Regions from separate parts of the Pan troglodytes genome. Here region 1 is linked to region 2. The links are chromatin contacts, called in public Hi-C maps. All regions are on one chromosome and are shown on one strand. Each heading gives the region's core, a stretch centred on a gene start, on an enhancer-like site or on the middle of the called end of the contact. The rest is flanking DNA. Distances are from core to core; before and after follow the strand shown.

What was found. A called contact is a pair of places that touch in the nucleus more often than the background predicts.
Region 1: a Hi-C map of a lymphoblastoid cell line shows a contact between it and region 2, with 4 times the contacts expected there. The contact joins two enhancer-like sites. A contact is called at or near these places in 3 of 7 Hi-C or Micro-C datasets (blood, a lymphoblastoid cell line and stem cell-derived neural progenitor cells).

Annotation. Positions count from the first base shown.
Region 1 is chr1:81,504,155-81,511,622 of NHGRI_mPanTro3-v2.0_pri, forward strand. All of the region lies in intron 1 of LOC134810133 (a long non-coding RNA gene), which reads left to right. Among named protein-coding and RNA genes, the nearest start is that of RCSD1, 27 kb to the left of the region's middle. Within about 2 kb of position 5,882, at least 1 of the 24 cell types and tissues checked has an H3K27ac peak or open chromatin away from gene starts, as enhancers often do. A contact at or near this core is called in a lymphoblastoid cell line, where this site is marked.
Region 2 is chr1:81,424,660-81,432,483 of NHGRI_mPanTro3-v2.0_pri, forward strand. RCSD1 (RCSD domain containing 1) reads right to left here. Exons shown (of 7, transcript XM_009437149.5): 2 at 1,767-1,868; 3 at 261-350. Among named protein-coding and RNA genes, the nearest start is that of MPZL1, 33 kb to the left of the region's middle. Within about 2 kb of position 4,607, at least 4 of the 24 cell types and tissues checked have an H3K27ac peak or open chromatin away from gene starts, as enhancers often do. A contact at or near this core is called in a lymphoblastoid cell line, where this site is marked.

The DNA.
Region 1 (7,468 bases), core at 4,632-7,131, 81 kb after region 2:
AATTGAAAAATCATATTTCTCATTTTTGACCAGAGAATCAGCATAGTGAAGAGCATTTTCCCAGCACCATTTTTTTTTTTTTTGGTGTCATGGGCCATCCATACCATGACTTTTTTCAGTAAGTTTGAGATCTATATTAAATTAATTTACTTTTTAAATTTTGCATTACACTAAGTAATGATATCCATGAAATAACCACTTCAATGAGCTACTGATTTTTTATACCTATTACAATAAACACAGGGCTACAATAAATTTTTATTCCTATATTATCTAAAACTTGCACGTATACTCTGGGAAATACCAATAGAGGAAGGAGAGCTGTGCTGGCGCTGGTCTGATCTGACTCATACTCTACCATCCCGGAGCCTCAATCACTGTCTGGTTGGAGAGGAGAAGGCCCTGCTGTGCTGGCCAACCCTGAACTTGACTGGATTAGATTAGGATGAGAGGGACAGGACAGTCAGCCTTCTGATAAGGATGTAAAAGTGGGAATTGGAGTTCAGCCTCCAGGAATCCCGCAGGCCCCCTGGTAGTGGAGCCATATATGTATTTGGGGTCCCACTACCAGAGAGGAGATACATGGGGACCGGTGAGGGCCAAGAACGTGGCCAGAGGTTGTGGTTGAGGAGTTTAGGACCCCAGATGAAAAACTCCTGTCTCCAGGGGCTGAAAGCAGATACTTAAGAATTCTTCTTGTGGGATTTGGACACAGACTGTGATCTACCTGCCTGCACAATGTCTCATTGTTCCTGACTTGTTAAGAAAGCTTCTCCTGATACGTGGTAGCAGTTCAGGTTGATGTCAGCCCTTGGGCTGTCCAGCAGAAAGATTTTCCCAGGTTTCTCAGTGGAGACTGGAGCCACCAGAACTGTGACACCCTGAACTTGAACCAACCAGCCAGTCTTGTCAGGTACCTCTGACCCGAAAGGTCATGCCAAGAGCCCAGAGGCTATGATCATGATCTCAGCACTTCATCCACATAAAGGAGCCCACTGTTGTGTTTCCCAAATGCTGCAAGGCTCTTTTGCTCCGGGTTTCACTGATCCGCCCCTCCTTTTAAAAAGACTCTTGGATTCTGCCAACATTACTCTAGGCCTCCACTCTCTGCTCACCAAAGCCTAAGCCCTGTGGTATGGGCCGATAAGTCCTTGGATACATTTCCCAGTGTGTTTTTCCTTGGTGGGCTGGTGAGACAAGAGACGATGGAGGTCTTTACTGTACTCATGTGACACATGGCTGTTCTGCATGCGGCAAGGCAGAGGGGCTGGGAAGGAGGGAGAGTATAAAGTGTCTGTTTTGTGCCAAGCATTGAGCTAAGCCAATTGTCACAATAATCCTGGAGGCAGATACCATCATCTTCAGGTTATAGATGAGGAAAGCTAAGCTCAGAGAGATTAAATAACTGTGAACGGCAGAAAAAACCGAGCCGGAATTAGACTTCAGATCTTCTGACCTTAAGTCTGGTGCTCTTTGAGTCATGCCACCTGAAATCAATTTGAGAGAAAGGGCAATTGTTGGCTCAATTTTGATGAAATAAGAATTTGAGGGGACACCCTCTGTGTGCCTAAGGATGAGGCCCAACACAGGGAACAGAATTCAGGAGACTCTGCAAGGGCAGAACATACTGGTAACATGTCCTGCAGGCTTTAACTCCTATTCTTTTTTCATGATTGTTCCACAGTCTTCTTTCCTAAGGACTATTATCAGATCCATATACCCATGTTAGTTAGAGTAAATTTTAGGCTTCTGCAACAAATAAACCCAAAATATAATGGCTTAAACTTAAGTTTATCTCTCTCACATAAAATTCCAGGTGAGTGGTTCAGAGCTGGTACACAACAAAATGTCTTCCTCAGCTCCTATCATCACATCTTGCATCCCTACCATCAAGATGGAGGAGAACATGCAACTTCTTTTTAAGAGTCTGGCCTTGAGGATTGCACATATCACCTCTACTTATATCTCATGTTGTCCCAAACAATGACATGAACAATTGTAGCTGCAAGGGAAGTTGGGAAATAGAGTCTTTATCTGAGTTTCCATGTACACAGTAAAAAAACTTCTGTTGCTATAGAAAAGAGAAAAAAATTGGGGAGAACATAGAGGAGCCACTACTATAATAATTTTGGAACACTCTTACATGAATTGATAGGCCATTTATGTTTCTTTAAGAAGTCTGGGCCAGGCGTGGTGGCTCATACCTGTAATCCCAGCACTTTGGGAGGCCAAGGCAGGCGGATCACCTGAGGTCAGGAGTTCAAGACCAGCCTGGCCAACATGGTGAAACCTTGTCTCTACTAAAACTACAAAAATTAGCCGGGCATGATGGCAGGTGCCTGTAATCCCAGCTACTTGGGAGGCTGAGATGGGAGAATTGCTTGAACCCGGGAGGCGGAGCTTGCAGTGAGCTGAGATTGTACTACTGCGCTAAAGCCTGGGAGACAGAGCGAGACTTCATCTCAAAAAAAAAAAAAAAAAAAATCTGGATTATATGGCTTAGAGCCACAACTCTGCCACTTAGATGTGATCTTGGCAAGTTGTGTAACTTCTCTGAATCTCAGATTTTTCCTCGGTACAATGAAGTGATGAAATTAGCCTACCTACCAAGCTCGGATATTGGAAGGCCCAAATAAACTCATGTCTTTGAATGCTGCATGTAAGCTGCAAGGTCCCATGAAAAGTGAAGTGCTACAGCATTGGGCTACCCAGAGGGGGGTTTTTGTTTTTGTTTGTGTGTTTGTTAAGCATTTGGTGCTGGTTCCTCAGCTTGGTTTAGGGTGAAAACCACATATCCAAGTCTTCTATATTGTATTTCCACTCTCAAGGGAATACTTTAGCACATCCTATTCACTTCTACTGGTTAGCCTGCCTCTCTCCCCAGAGCCCTGCCACTCTTGTGGGCTCCCATCCTTCCCTTGGGTGCAAGTCACTGCCAACCCACCCCGACTGGCCACTTCTGATCCCTAATCACAAGTGGGTAATAAAGGCCCCGAAACTTACTCCTCCCGGAGTGGATTTGGGTGGAGGGCCCCGAAACAGGCCCTGCAGGAAGGAGCCCAGGAAACGGCCCCCGGCAATGCTAATCTGAGCGTTTTTTCCCCAAGCATATGCAACAAACCTCAAAAGGCCACCTCGGCATGCTTTCACACCCCTAGTTGAGATTGTATGACAGTCAGCAGTGTGTGTTAGTTACAGCAGAACCAGTTGTTATCTATTAGCCTCTAAGCTCCTTAAGGAAAGAAGGAAATAAACCTTTTCTCAGCATCTATTATGCCTTAGGCTCATATACAATGTGCCAGCATTTATTCCTCACCCAACCTCACTGCCAGGAGGAATTATGACCTCCTTCTTGGTAGATGAGGAGTAAGAGGTTGAAAGAGTACCTTGTTCAGTACCAGACAGTCATCAAGTGAAGGTGGCAAGATTTGAATCCAGGATCTGATGCCAAGTCTGGCTCCATCCTATGACACCGTGATTAATCTGTACTGTAGTTGAGTGTGAAAAGGTGGGAACTATGTGTTCAGCCATTGTACCTTCCCTTGAGCACTAACACGATTTCATGCCAGCAGGGCCTCAAAAGGGTTAAAGAGAATGGCATTTTTCACCATTTTATCTCTGACAGTGCACGGCACAGTTCCTGATACGTGAAACAGGTCATTATGATATTTATTGGACATACCGAAATTGTTGGACTGATATTTTTTTAAAAATCATAGCTGTATTTATTCATTCCAAGAGCTGAAGGTGAAAGTGCCTTGCAAAGCCTTCCTGGGAGTAAGGTTGTCAGGCAGATAAAACAAGCTAGTGAAATCAGGGAAAAGATTTCCTGGACACAACTGTTCATGCCTGGCTTCCTGGCGGAACCACAGCAGGAGTTAACCAAGGGTCTACTGTGGTTATTGCCTGAGCCACACTCACAGCCATGAATCTGTGGCAAAAGCAGATGGCACTTCCGGCAGACATCCCCCAGAGGAGAGAATTTTCCATGAGGCATGTGTATGGCAGCCAGCCATCCTGGGTTTCCTGGCATGGTCCAATTTCCCATCTTTTGTCTCAAAGTCCTTAGAAGGACATATGTATGGGGTGGGTAAAGTCCTGCTCTTAGTTATTTAATTTATTTATTTTTACAGGCAGCCTCTCAAACCAGAGTAGGCTCAGAGAGACTCCTGAGTCCTGCTTTTGAATTTGGAAAATATGGTTATAGCAGGCACGTGGAAAGTGTCTTTTATTGCCTCCCACCTGCAGATCAAAGGCAGAAGGGCCGGCCTGCCCAGGTCAGCCTGTTTCACCCGGGAAAGGGAGGGCCATCTGCTCCAGTCAGGAAGCCCTGGGGAGCCTTCTAATAGAGGAAGCCCACCAGGGCCAGAGCAGGGCTGTGTCCTAAGAATTCAACAGTCCCCGAAAAGTCCAAGAAAGTGGTAACAGGAAAGAAGCAACAGCAGAAGCAGAAACTGCTCTTTTGATCTCATTGCGCAAAGGAAGGAGGTGACCCAAGGCCTCTTGTGACACACACAGAAGCACACAGAAGTATATTTGGGGAAGTGTGTGAGAACTCTCCCCAAAGATGTCTTCAGATTAGAGGTCAACCCTGGGTGGCTGCCCTGGGGCAAGCTGGGATGCTCTTGTGGTTCAGCTCTTTCCACACTCAGACGGGGTCACTGCTGGGTAACAATATGCCTAGCAAGCACAGGTAAACCAAGCCAAAAGCCTATTTGTTTTCTAGGATCAGTCTGTTAACCCCTCAACTCCCAGCCCAGCCAGGCAGGTCCCTATGGGTTAAGCTTTGTGCTGGGCCTCAGGAGACCTTGGGTCTCATCCCTAAACAGCTCTGACGCCTGGGGCACATCACTTTTTTCCTCTGACCTCAGCATTCTCACCGGTTCAGTTAAGGAATCAAGAAGGCTAACAGAAGTTTAGAGGGCTTACCGCACACTGGCTGATCACTTTGCCCTGAAGTGATTCAACACTAAAAAAGCTCGAAAGTGTTAGTTTTCTTCAGTTTGGTAAAATCTGTGTGATTCTACACATCCTATTCATTCATTCACTTGCTTAAACTTGTCCCGAGCATCACTATACATCAGCACTGCTAAGTAACAAACACTATTAGTGTCTCCTTATTGAGTTCCAACTAAGTGTCAGGCGCTTTAGATAGATTACCCCCACTTAATCTTCCTCACAGATCTGTGAGGCAATACCTCCATTTTTATTTATTTACTTTTCTTTTTTGAGACAGGGCTTTACTCTGTCACCCAGACTAGAGTACAGTAATGCAGTCATAGCTCACTGCAGCCTTGACCTCCCAGGCTCAGTTGACCCTCCCGTCTCAGCCTCCCAAGTAGCTGGGAGTACAGGTATGTGCCACCATGCCCAGCTAATTTTTATATTTTTCTGTAGAGATGGTGTTTCACCATGTTACCCAGGTTGGTCTCAACTCCTGAGCTCAAGCAGTCTGCCCACCTTGGCCTCTCAAAGTGCTGGGATTACAGGCGTGAGCCACTGTGCTCAGCAATACCTCCATCATTAGAGCAAGAAAAGGTTAAGCAGCTTGCTCTAGGTCATTCGTCTTTCATTCTCAGTCAGTCTCCAAAGCTGGTGTTTTAATACACTAGTTCTATCCCTGCAGAGATAAATGAGATGAGGTCATCCTCATTTCAAGGAAGTTCCAGCTAGCAACCCTGTGGTCAGAAGGCCAGGTTGCAGCCCCGAGAGTCCTGGCATTGTTCATAGGGTACATTAGGACATGTCACACTTGGAAAACCTGGCGAGCCTAGAACACATGGCAAACCATTTTTCTCTGCATGTTCCTAGCCACGGTTCTGCAGACCTAGCTTCCCACAAGAATTTCTGTACCATGAATATTACAAACTACAGAAATAGTGCCCTCATGTGTCAGGAGCACAACGCACCTTTGAACTCTGGAGAAAGGCACATTTTAAACAATCTTAAAACTATGAAACACTTTTGTTTTTGCTTCTTTTGTTTGTTTCCGCTTTTGCTTTCTATGTCTTTGAAGCATGCTGGGAAGAAATGATGAAAAATTGCTAAATCTGCAGAACTCCACCCAGAGGCAAATTACTAAGTACCAGGACCTGCAGGAGAAACTAAAGGGAAGTAATCTTGGAATAGTTGGTATTCTATGACTTGTGCATCTGTGGATTCAACCAACTGCGGATCAAAAATGTGTGAGAAAAAAATTCCACAAAGTTTCAAAAAGCAAAACTTGAATTTGCATGCACTGAGTACTACATTGAATCCAGGCAAATGAAGTGATGTGTAAGCATTGCATTAGGTAATCCAGATGTGATTTAAAGTATTTGGGAGGATATGTGTACATTATATGCAAATACGATGCCATTTTATATAAGGGACTTGGGCATTGATACGGTTTGGCTGTGTCCCCACCCAAATCTCAACTTGAATTCTATCTCCCAGAATTCCTACATGTTGTGGGAGGGAACCAGGAGGAGGTAATTGAATCATGTGGGCTGGTCTTTCTCATGCTATTCTCGTGATAGTGAATAAGTTTCACAAGATCTGATGGGTTTATTAGGGGTTTCTGCTTTTGCTTCTTCCTCTTCTCTCTTGCTGCCGCCATGTAAAAAGCGACTTTTGCCCTCTGCCATGATTCTGAGGCCTCCCCAGCCATGTGGAACTGTAAATCCATTAAACCTCTTTTTCTTCCTAGTTTTGGGTATGTCTTCATCAGCAGCATGAAAATGGACTAATACAGTAAATTGGTACCAGTAGACTGGGGCGTTGCTGAAAAGATACTCAGCAAATGTGGAAAATGTGGAAGCAACTTTGGAACTGGGTAACAGGCAGAGGTTGAAACAGTTTGGAGGGCTCAGAAGAAGCCAGGAAAATGTGGGAAGGCTTGAAACTTCCTGGAGACTTGTTGAATGGCTTTGCCCAAAATACTGATAGCAATATGAAAAATAAAATCCAGGCTGAGGTGGTCTCAGATGGAGATGAGGAACTTTTTGGGAACTGGAGCAAAGGTGACTCTTGTATGTCTTAGCAAACAGACTGGTGGCATTTTGCCTCTGCCCTAGAGATTTGTGGAACTTTGAACTTGAGAGAGATGATTTAGGGTATCTGGTGGAAGAAATTTCTAAGCAGCAAAGCATTTAAGAGGTGACTTGGGTGCTGTTAAAGGCATTCAATTTTAAAAGGGAAACAGAGCATAAAAGTTCAGAAAATTTGGAGCCTGACTATGGAATAGAAAAGAAAAACCCATTTTCTGAGGAGAAATTTAAGCCAGCTGCAGAAATTTGCATAAGTAGCAAGAGCCTAACGTTAATCCCCACGACCATGGGGAAAATGTCTCCAAGGCATGTCAGAGGTCTTCACTGCAGCCCCTCCCATCACAGGTCCGGAGGCCCAGGAGAGAAAGTGGTTTTGTGGGCCAAGCCCAGGGTCCCCGTGCTGTGTGCAGCCTAGGGACTTGGTTCCCTGTGTCCCAGCT
Region 2 (7,824 bases), core at 3,357-5,856:
TTCTCAGGCTTGGAAAATAGTGTTCGTGTCCTTGACAAATCATAAAGGAGCCTCAGTAAAAGGGAGCAGGGAGGAGCCTAGTTTCCAAAGTAAATGATTCAGGAAACATTTAAGAGGAGATTCACTCTGAAATGGAGAAATTCCCTGCACAGAGTCTGAGCTTTAAAGTATGAGTTTGGTGCCCCCTCCTCCAAACTTTCCTCAAGAAGAGGAAAGAAAACCCATCACAGCATCCTCTGAGCCCCAACAGCAGCACTTACCTCCTCACCATTCTGGCCCAGGTCTACCTTGGGGGGGAACAGGGGGAGGGAACAGGGCGGTTTCCTTCGGGTTGGTTTACTGGCTGGTGTCTGGAGGGAGGGCGACAGACAGACACACAGAGAAAAAGAGAGCACTGATCAGGCAACAGGGAGGAAGAGCAAGGAAGTGGAAACTGGTTTCAGGAAGGTTTAGGGATTTAGGAATGTTAGGATGTTAGGGAAGTGTAGGAATATTTAAGAATGGAGGAAGGGAACTGCGTGTCTTTGGGACAGCCTGCTTACTATTTAAATTAATTCTATTTACCATCTACCCATTTTGACTTTCACCCTCTCCACTCCATTTCCTTTCCTGCTAGAACATCCACTTTTACTTGAGATTCACCGACCTGAATCACATTCAGTTTTCAGGCAGTGCCAGCACCTGAGATCAATGCTCTCTTTATCCTTTATGACATGCCTATACTGTCTAGAAATTATGAACCTGATCTTTCAGATGGGAAAACAAAACCCCAAAATAGTGCACCTAAAAATGCAAGGCAAATAAGTACTCACTTGCCCCAAGGGGCCACGACAGATTTCTCTCCACCTTGGGGCACCCTTCCCTCATCTCACTTGTTTGTATTTATTTATTTTGAGACTGAGTTTCGCTCTTGTTGCCCGGGCTGGAGTGCAATGTAACCATCTCGGCTCACTGAAACCTCCACCTCCTGGGTTCAAGCAATTCTCCTGCCTCAGCCTCCTGAGTAGCTGGGCTTACAGGCATGTGCCACCACGCCCGGCCAATTTTGTATTTTTAGTGGAGACGGGGTTTCTCCATGTTGGTCAGGCTGGTCGCGAACTCCCAACCTTAAGTGATCTGCCTGCCTCGGCCTCCCAAAGTGCTGAAATTACAGGCGTGAGCCACCACGCCCGGCCCCCTCATCTCACTTCTAATGAGCTTCTCACACTGCATGACTCAAGAAAATCTAGCCCAAATCTCTCCAAAGTTAAGACCCTCCCTTGTCACACTTTCCTCTACTGGTCACCGGACGCTCTTCCTTCCTGATCCCTGGTTTCCTATCTGAATGTGCTTTCCTTCAAGCCCTCTCTTCTTTCTCAATTCTCGGTTTGGAGTCTGCCCCAGCCTTGCCTTGCTCTGGCTACAGGGCAGGAGCTGGCTGTAGGAACTTCTTTATTCTGACACAGTCCAGGCCTGGCACAGCTGTGTAAGATCTAAGTCTGTATAGGTGGATGATCAAGATGGAAATGGATACAGATGCCCATCTCTGCCCTGTGTCTGATTCCTCCTGGCCAGAGTGCAAGCCTCACCCTGGTGGGGACAGATTCTGTCCAGGCACAGCAGCAGTGAGACATTCCTCACATTCAGAGAAACCCCTCCAGCCCCTGGCTTCTCTTCCTAATTTGGTAACTACCAAGCCTCCTCCCTCCCTCTCCACTGGGCCTGACCAGATTTCCCTTTCCTCCTGCCCGCTGCTGAAGAGGCTGCTCTGAAGCGGCCTGACTCACCTCCTTGGCTGCAGCCGCCTGCTCCCTAAACCGCCCGGCCAGCTGGGCCACCGAGGGGGATGCCGAGTTGTCCACACTGGCATTGGTCTCTGCCAGTCTTTCCTGGCAAATGGAGAAGAAGAAACAGTTAATCAGCAAATGGGTACCAGATGCCATGCAAGGCACCTGTTTTGTGGCCGCAAGCAGGAATGCTGTGACAGTGAGGTATTTTAACAGCATTATCCAACTGGCTCCTGCATTCAAGGACTTAAAAAATTCAGTCAATCACATTTAGTGAATATCTACAATGCTCTTGGCCCGGGGTGTGGCTTTGGGGACCTGGAGACAAACAAAACCTGGTTCTGTCCTGGAGGGGTGCCCTGGGATGTCAGAGGCAGTACAGGTCCAATTTTCTCATTCCTCAAGGACCCCACCGGCAAAGGGCAACGTCTGCGACAGTGTACGAGTCTCCTTACCTCCTGAACAAGGGTGAGCAAATGCCCTTTATTGAACTTGAAACACATATATATGTGTCTTTTGTTCCCTACTTGAGTGCCATGGATAAAGAAGCGTTCAGTAAGTATTTGTGGAATTAATAAATAAGTGACACGAGAGCAGATAGCACAGTGGATGGGAGCCAAACTGCCTGGATTCAAGCACTGACTTGCTCCATCTCTTACCAGCCTGGGGACCTGGGGCAAATGGCTTAGCCTTTCTGTGCCTTGACAAGGATGGCTGTAGCACATCCCTCATCAGTTGTTTTGTGGATTAAATGATTTGCTATATACTCAGAGGGCTGGGACAAGGCCTGGCTCATTGCAAATGCTTTGGAAGGGTGGTTGTTATTGTTACTGGCGGTGAGTCTTGCCTCCAGTGCGGTCATCAGTTTACCGTGGCTGTCCCTCCATTGAGGTGCCCCCAGGTTCCCTGAAGAGGCCAAGATGCACCCCAGGACACCATTTATTCTCATGTACCATTTGTCACCAAGACACACAGAGTAAGTCGGTGATGCTGGAAATGGCCAGTTCATTTCTGCCTTGTTACAGGAGGCCTACATAACCACTTGGTTTGAATAAGATTTTTTACATGTCCAGTCCCGGAGACATTAGGTTTTTGTCTTTTGTCACCATGGTGGCAGCATTTCTTACACAGACTTCGAACTCCCCCTGCACTTCCCCTCCTCACGTCTAGTCTGAAAATGGGAGGATTTGGGCAGCAGTTTGTCTGAGAAAGTCCATCTCTGCCTTTCCCTGGCTCTCGTGGTCTACAAAAACAAAGGATGCTTCCCTCCAGCAGCGAGCTTACTCCCTTGTACACACACACACACACACACACATACACACTCTTCCATGGCCCTCCTTTTGTGCTAAAAGTGGTGTCTCCGAGCTTTCTTATTTGGGTGCTCCCTCCAAAGTAAATAACTTTAGTCATTCTAAGATGCTGTCCCCTTGGAGCAAGGGAGGGGCAGATCTCCTCACCTCCCAGCCACTTCCAGCAGGGAAGTTAAGTTAATGGGGCAAAGTTTTGAGAAGAAGGCTTTGACAGGCCAGACATGGTGGCTCACGCAAGTAATCCCAGCACTTTGGGAGGCCGAGGCAGTTGATCACTTGAGGTCAGAAGTTCGAGACCAGTCTAGCCAACATGGCGAAACCCCATCTCTACTAAAAATACAAAATTAGCCGGGTGTGGTGGTGTGCACCTGTAATCTCAGTTACTCGGGAGGCTGAGGCAGGAGAATTGCTTGAACCTGGGAGGCAGAAGTTGCAGTGAGCCAAGATCACACCACTGCACTCCAGACTGGGTGACAGAATGAGACTCCATCTCAAAAAAAAAAAAAAAAAAAGGCTTCGTTTAGGGATTTGAAGGAACTGCTGGGGCCATGGACTTTCCGATCTGCAAACAGCTGTTCTGGAGGAAAAGACAGGTACCCCTTTACTGTGGGTTGCTATAATTCAAGCTCATCTCCAAACCAGCCTAAACACCAAATGCTGATTTCGCATAAAGATATAAAAGGATTCACCTCTATTCAAGATGCCAGATTTCCCCATGATGCTGGGGGAAAGCCGAGGAGTGCGAGGCCCCACCCTGATGAGTTCCCCACTGGGAAGGGCTCCTAGACTTGACACGTTTTACCCTCACACTTGCCACATAAGGAAGTCAGAGAATGGAACAACGAGAGAGAGGCTTGGGGACAGTGTGTAATTAATTGAGCTGTTCTTGGCAAAGACGCTGGCTGATTGGTTTGTCCATCTGTCTAACTTCCTGCCCACATCACAGATCAGTCTCTCTGTCCCCTGCTATTTATGCTTGGGTCCTGCTGACAGTGCGCTTTACCTCAGTTTCAAAGGCGCCAATCACTGGTGGAGCAGGAAGATAAATTCCAGTTAAAAATAGAGCTGTATAGGAATCAAAAGCTCCTCCCTTACTTCCCTGTCTCAAAACTAGCCTTGGCAAGGGGCTCAGAAGTGAGAGAACTCTGAGGCTTCTGGAAGCACTTAGGGCTTAAAAGCTGGGTTGAAGGAAAGATTCTATTACCTCTGAGTTTGTTTTCCTGGAGCCTAGTGAACGGCTTTTCTTTAGACTAAGGACTCCAGAGCTTGTCGAAGCTTGGCAGATCCTGTCACCATCAGCCCCTCTCCAGACACTTCCCATCCTCTGTTGCAGAAGACTGATTGATTATTACCGTCTGCCCTCCAGGCACATTAAACCCAGAGAAGGCAAGTGACAGCCAGAGTCACACAGAACAGGCCAAACAGGGTAATCTGTGAAACATCTGACTCCAACTCCTGAGACTCCAGTAATGGACATCTGTTAAGTAGCATCATTTGTGAAAGTGCCTTGGCAACTCTAAAGTGCTATACAAATCTCAACATTATTATTAGCCTCTGATTTGCATAGCTGCAATGGAAGAAGTGTGGTCTTGGGGATGAATCGGGGCTGGTGGCTCAGCCTGTTTGATGCCTTGCCTAGATTTCTGCCTTGCAGTTCTGGCAGGTACAGCTGCTAACCCTCCTCCGGTGTGCTCAGCACCATACCACCTCAGCCATGGGCCAGGAGCTCTTCACGGCAGTCCCGCTAAGGCCATACCCTCACCTTGACTGTTAGGTCTGAGAACTTCAGTTTCTCTACCTATTCCCAGACTTTCCTGAGACACCCTTAGCCTCTCTGGATTAAATGTTCTTTCTCTGTTCCTGTGATGTCCATAAAGTACTTAGCACAGAGCCTGAAACATAGCATGTGCTTGGCTGGGCACAGTAGCTCAAGCCTGGAATCCCAGCATTTTGGGAGTCCAGGGCAGGAGGATCTCTTGAGCTCAGGAGTTCGAGACCAGACTGGGCAATAAAGAGAGACCCCATCTGTATACAATATTAGCCTAGTGTGGTGGCGTGTGCCTATGGTCCCAGCTACTCAGGAGGCTGAGGAGAGAGGATCACTCGGGCCCAGTTGGTCGAGGCTGCAGTAAGCCCTGCTCACATCACTGCACCACTGCACTCCTGCCTGGGGCAACAGAGACTCTGCCTCAAAACAAAACAAAACAAAACAAAACAGGGCTCATCTAAGGTTGGTTTCTTCCTCCTCCTCCTCCTCCTCCCATCCGACCTGGTCTGCTGGTGTCAGGGCCTGGGTACCTGCTCACAAAGTCACTGACACCCTCAACTCACCCCCATGGACCATACCCAGATGTAAGTCCCTCCCCTGCCAGCATCTACCCTCCAGGTCCTGGTCATTGCCTTGACTTCAGCTTGTCCTTTCTTCTTGGGCCATTTTCCATGTCTTAGATCTGTTTTCTGCACTCATCTCCCTTTGTGCCCTGCTTTAGCTCACACTGTCTTTACAGATCGCAGGCCTGTATTCCATCTTCCTGGGCCCAGGTCTTGCTTACGAAGCCCTCCCTGCTACCTTCCAGCTGGGCCATGCCAGGTAACTCGGAAACCATGCCTGTGGTTACTGTCTGGCCTGACTTTGCCAAGGCTAGGAGAAAATCACCTCTGGTGTTTACTTTCTATTTCTATGGGACTTTCTTCCGAGAACTGAGGAGCCCCTGTGTCTGGACAGCATGGAACTTCCCCTCCGCTGTTGCCATGTTGCGTAAACACGGTTTGGATACTGCTGACCATCCACATAATGAGACCTTTATGTACAGGCCAGACTAGGCTCTACCTGCTTCCTAGGCTCTGCCCTGTCTCTCCACCTTCTGCGCTCGTCCAAGGTCTCAGTATCTCCCAGCATTTGGGCTATGGTTTAGGGAAACAAGGCCCCAGGGAAGGCGTCATCATCTACAGCTTAAGAGAAGATGCAGTGAGAGAGCCCAGTGTGGGGCTGGAAGAACTATGCTCTTGGCCAAAAGGAAGTTTCTCTCTCTCACCAGAAATAGGCCAGAGCCCAGAGCCTCAAAGGTCTGAGGTATGTTTGCTTCTTCACTCCTCCAGAACTGAAGGGGATCACCCCTTCCAGTGTGACCATGCTTAAATCATCACTTCAAAAAGACCACCATAGAATCTCTCTGAAATACTGCAATGACTCTAGAATCTTCCTTTATGTCCTTACTTATCCCTAGTTCTTCAATGTATCCCAATGTTTGACCATTACTATCCTAGGAGGATGGAAAGGGTTCTGGACTGGGAACCAGGTAGGTCCATTTGACCTGCTCATCTACCAGAGTACCTCCTATGTGGGAGGCACTGTCCTTACAGCCTTTGATATATTTTCTGTAATTCTTACCTCTCTAAAAGAGGAAACTGGGGCCTAGAGTTGCTAAGTAAGTTACTATTCAAGTCAGTAAGTGCAGGCATGAGAATTTTCTGGATTCCAAAGCTCTTTCCACACCAACATGCTGTACTAACTCTATGCCTTTACTGGAAGAGTTAACTTACTCTCTTGTTAATAGGCATTTACTGGTCTAGGCCCTGAGATACATCAGTGAACCAGACAGTCCTTGCCCTTCAGAAGTTGCTACTTCAGCAATAAACAGGTACACAGCGAAACCATAAGACACTTTGTTAAACGCTGCGAAGAAAATAAAACAGGGCACTTATTTTATGGGAATGTGGGAAGACATCTCTGAAGAGAGAGCACATGAGTTGAATCCCAATTGGGGAAAAGAGAAAAGGAAAATTGTTCTGAGCAGAAGCACAGACAGAAACAAAGGTTGAGGGGCAGAGAAAAGAGAAGGGTGGCAGGGACAATAAGAGGGGGTGGGAAGATGCGAATGGTGGTGTGAGGCCAGCTACGTTGGGCCTCATGGACCAGAGCACGCAGTTTGTGTTTTATCTTGAGCCAGCAGGATGTCATTTGGAGGGTTTCAAGGAGGGACGTGACCTGAATCGCGCATCAAGGAGCTGTCTGTGGAGGAGGGACAGGAGTGGAAGAGGGTGAGCAGAGGCAGGTGCTGGCAGCGGTCCAGCTGAGATTGGGTGCGGGAGTGAACAGGGCTTGTGCAGGGGGATGGGATTTGAAGGTCAGGCTGCTGGGAATTACTGACGCATGGGTGTGAGCAAGGGAAAGAGAAGAATCATGGATGACTCCTGAGGGTTTGACTTGGATAACGGGATGCATGGGGTATTTGCTACTGGGTTGGAAAGCCATGTTGGGGAGAGAGGGGTGGGTGGGGCTAGGTGGGCAATGAATAGTTCTTCCTTGGTCATGAAAGTCTGACATGTCTATTAGACGTCTAAGTGGAGATGCAGCACAGGAGGTTGAATATATACCCAAGTCTGGAGTTCAGAGAAGTGTTTCAGGCCGTAAACCAAACTTGGAGAGTCACTAGCTAGAAATGGTAGTTGATGTTACGAGACTGCATAAAGTCAGAGGAAACAGAGAATAGGGAAGAGAAGAGGCCCAAAGACTGAGGTCTGGGTTGTCTCCTTAGTCACCCTAAGCTGCCTTTCATTCTCAATGTGAGGGGACTGGTCCTGTTATTCCAGTGGGAGCTTAGAGGGCATTTTGGTATAGAATGCAGATGGGATGGGCTTGAAAGGAAAATAAACCTCAGACTGCAAAATCACTAATCCAAAGGGAAAAGTCAAGCTATGAAACGCATCAGGCAAATCTGCCTCCCACTTTATTCCTGAATAAGATA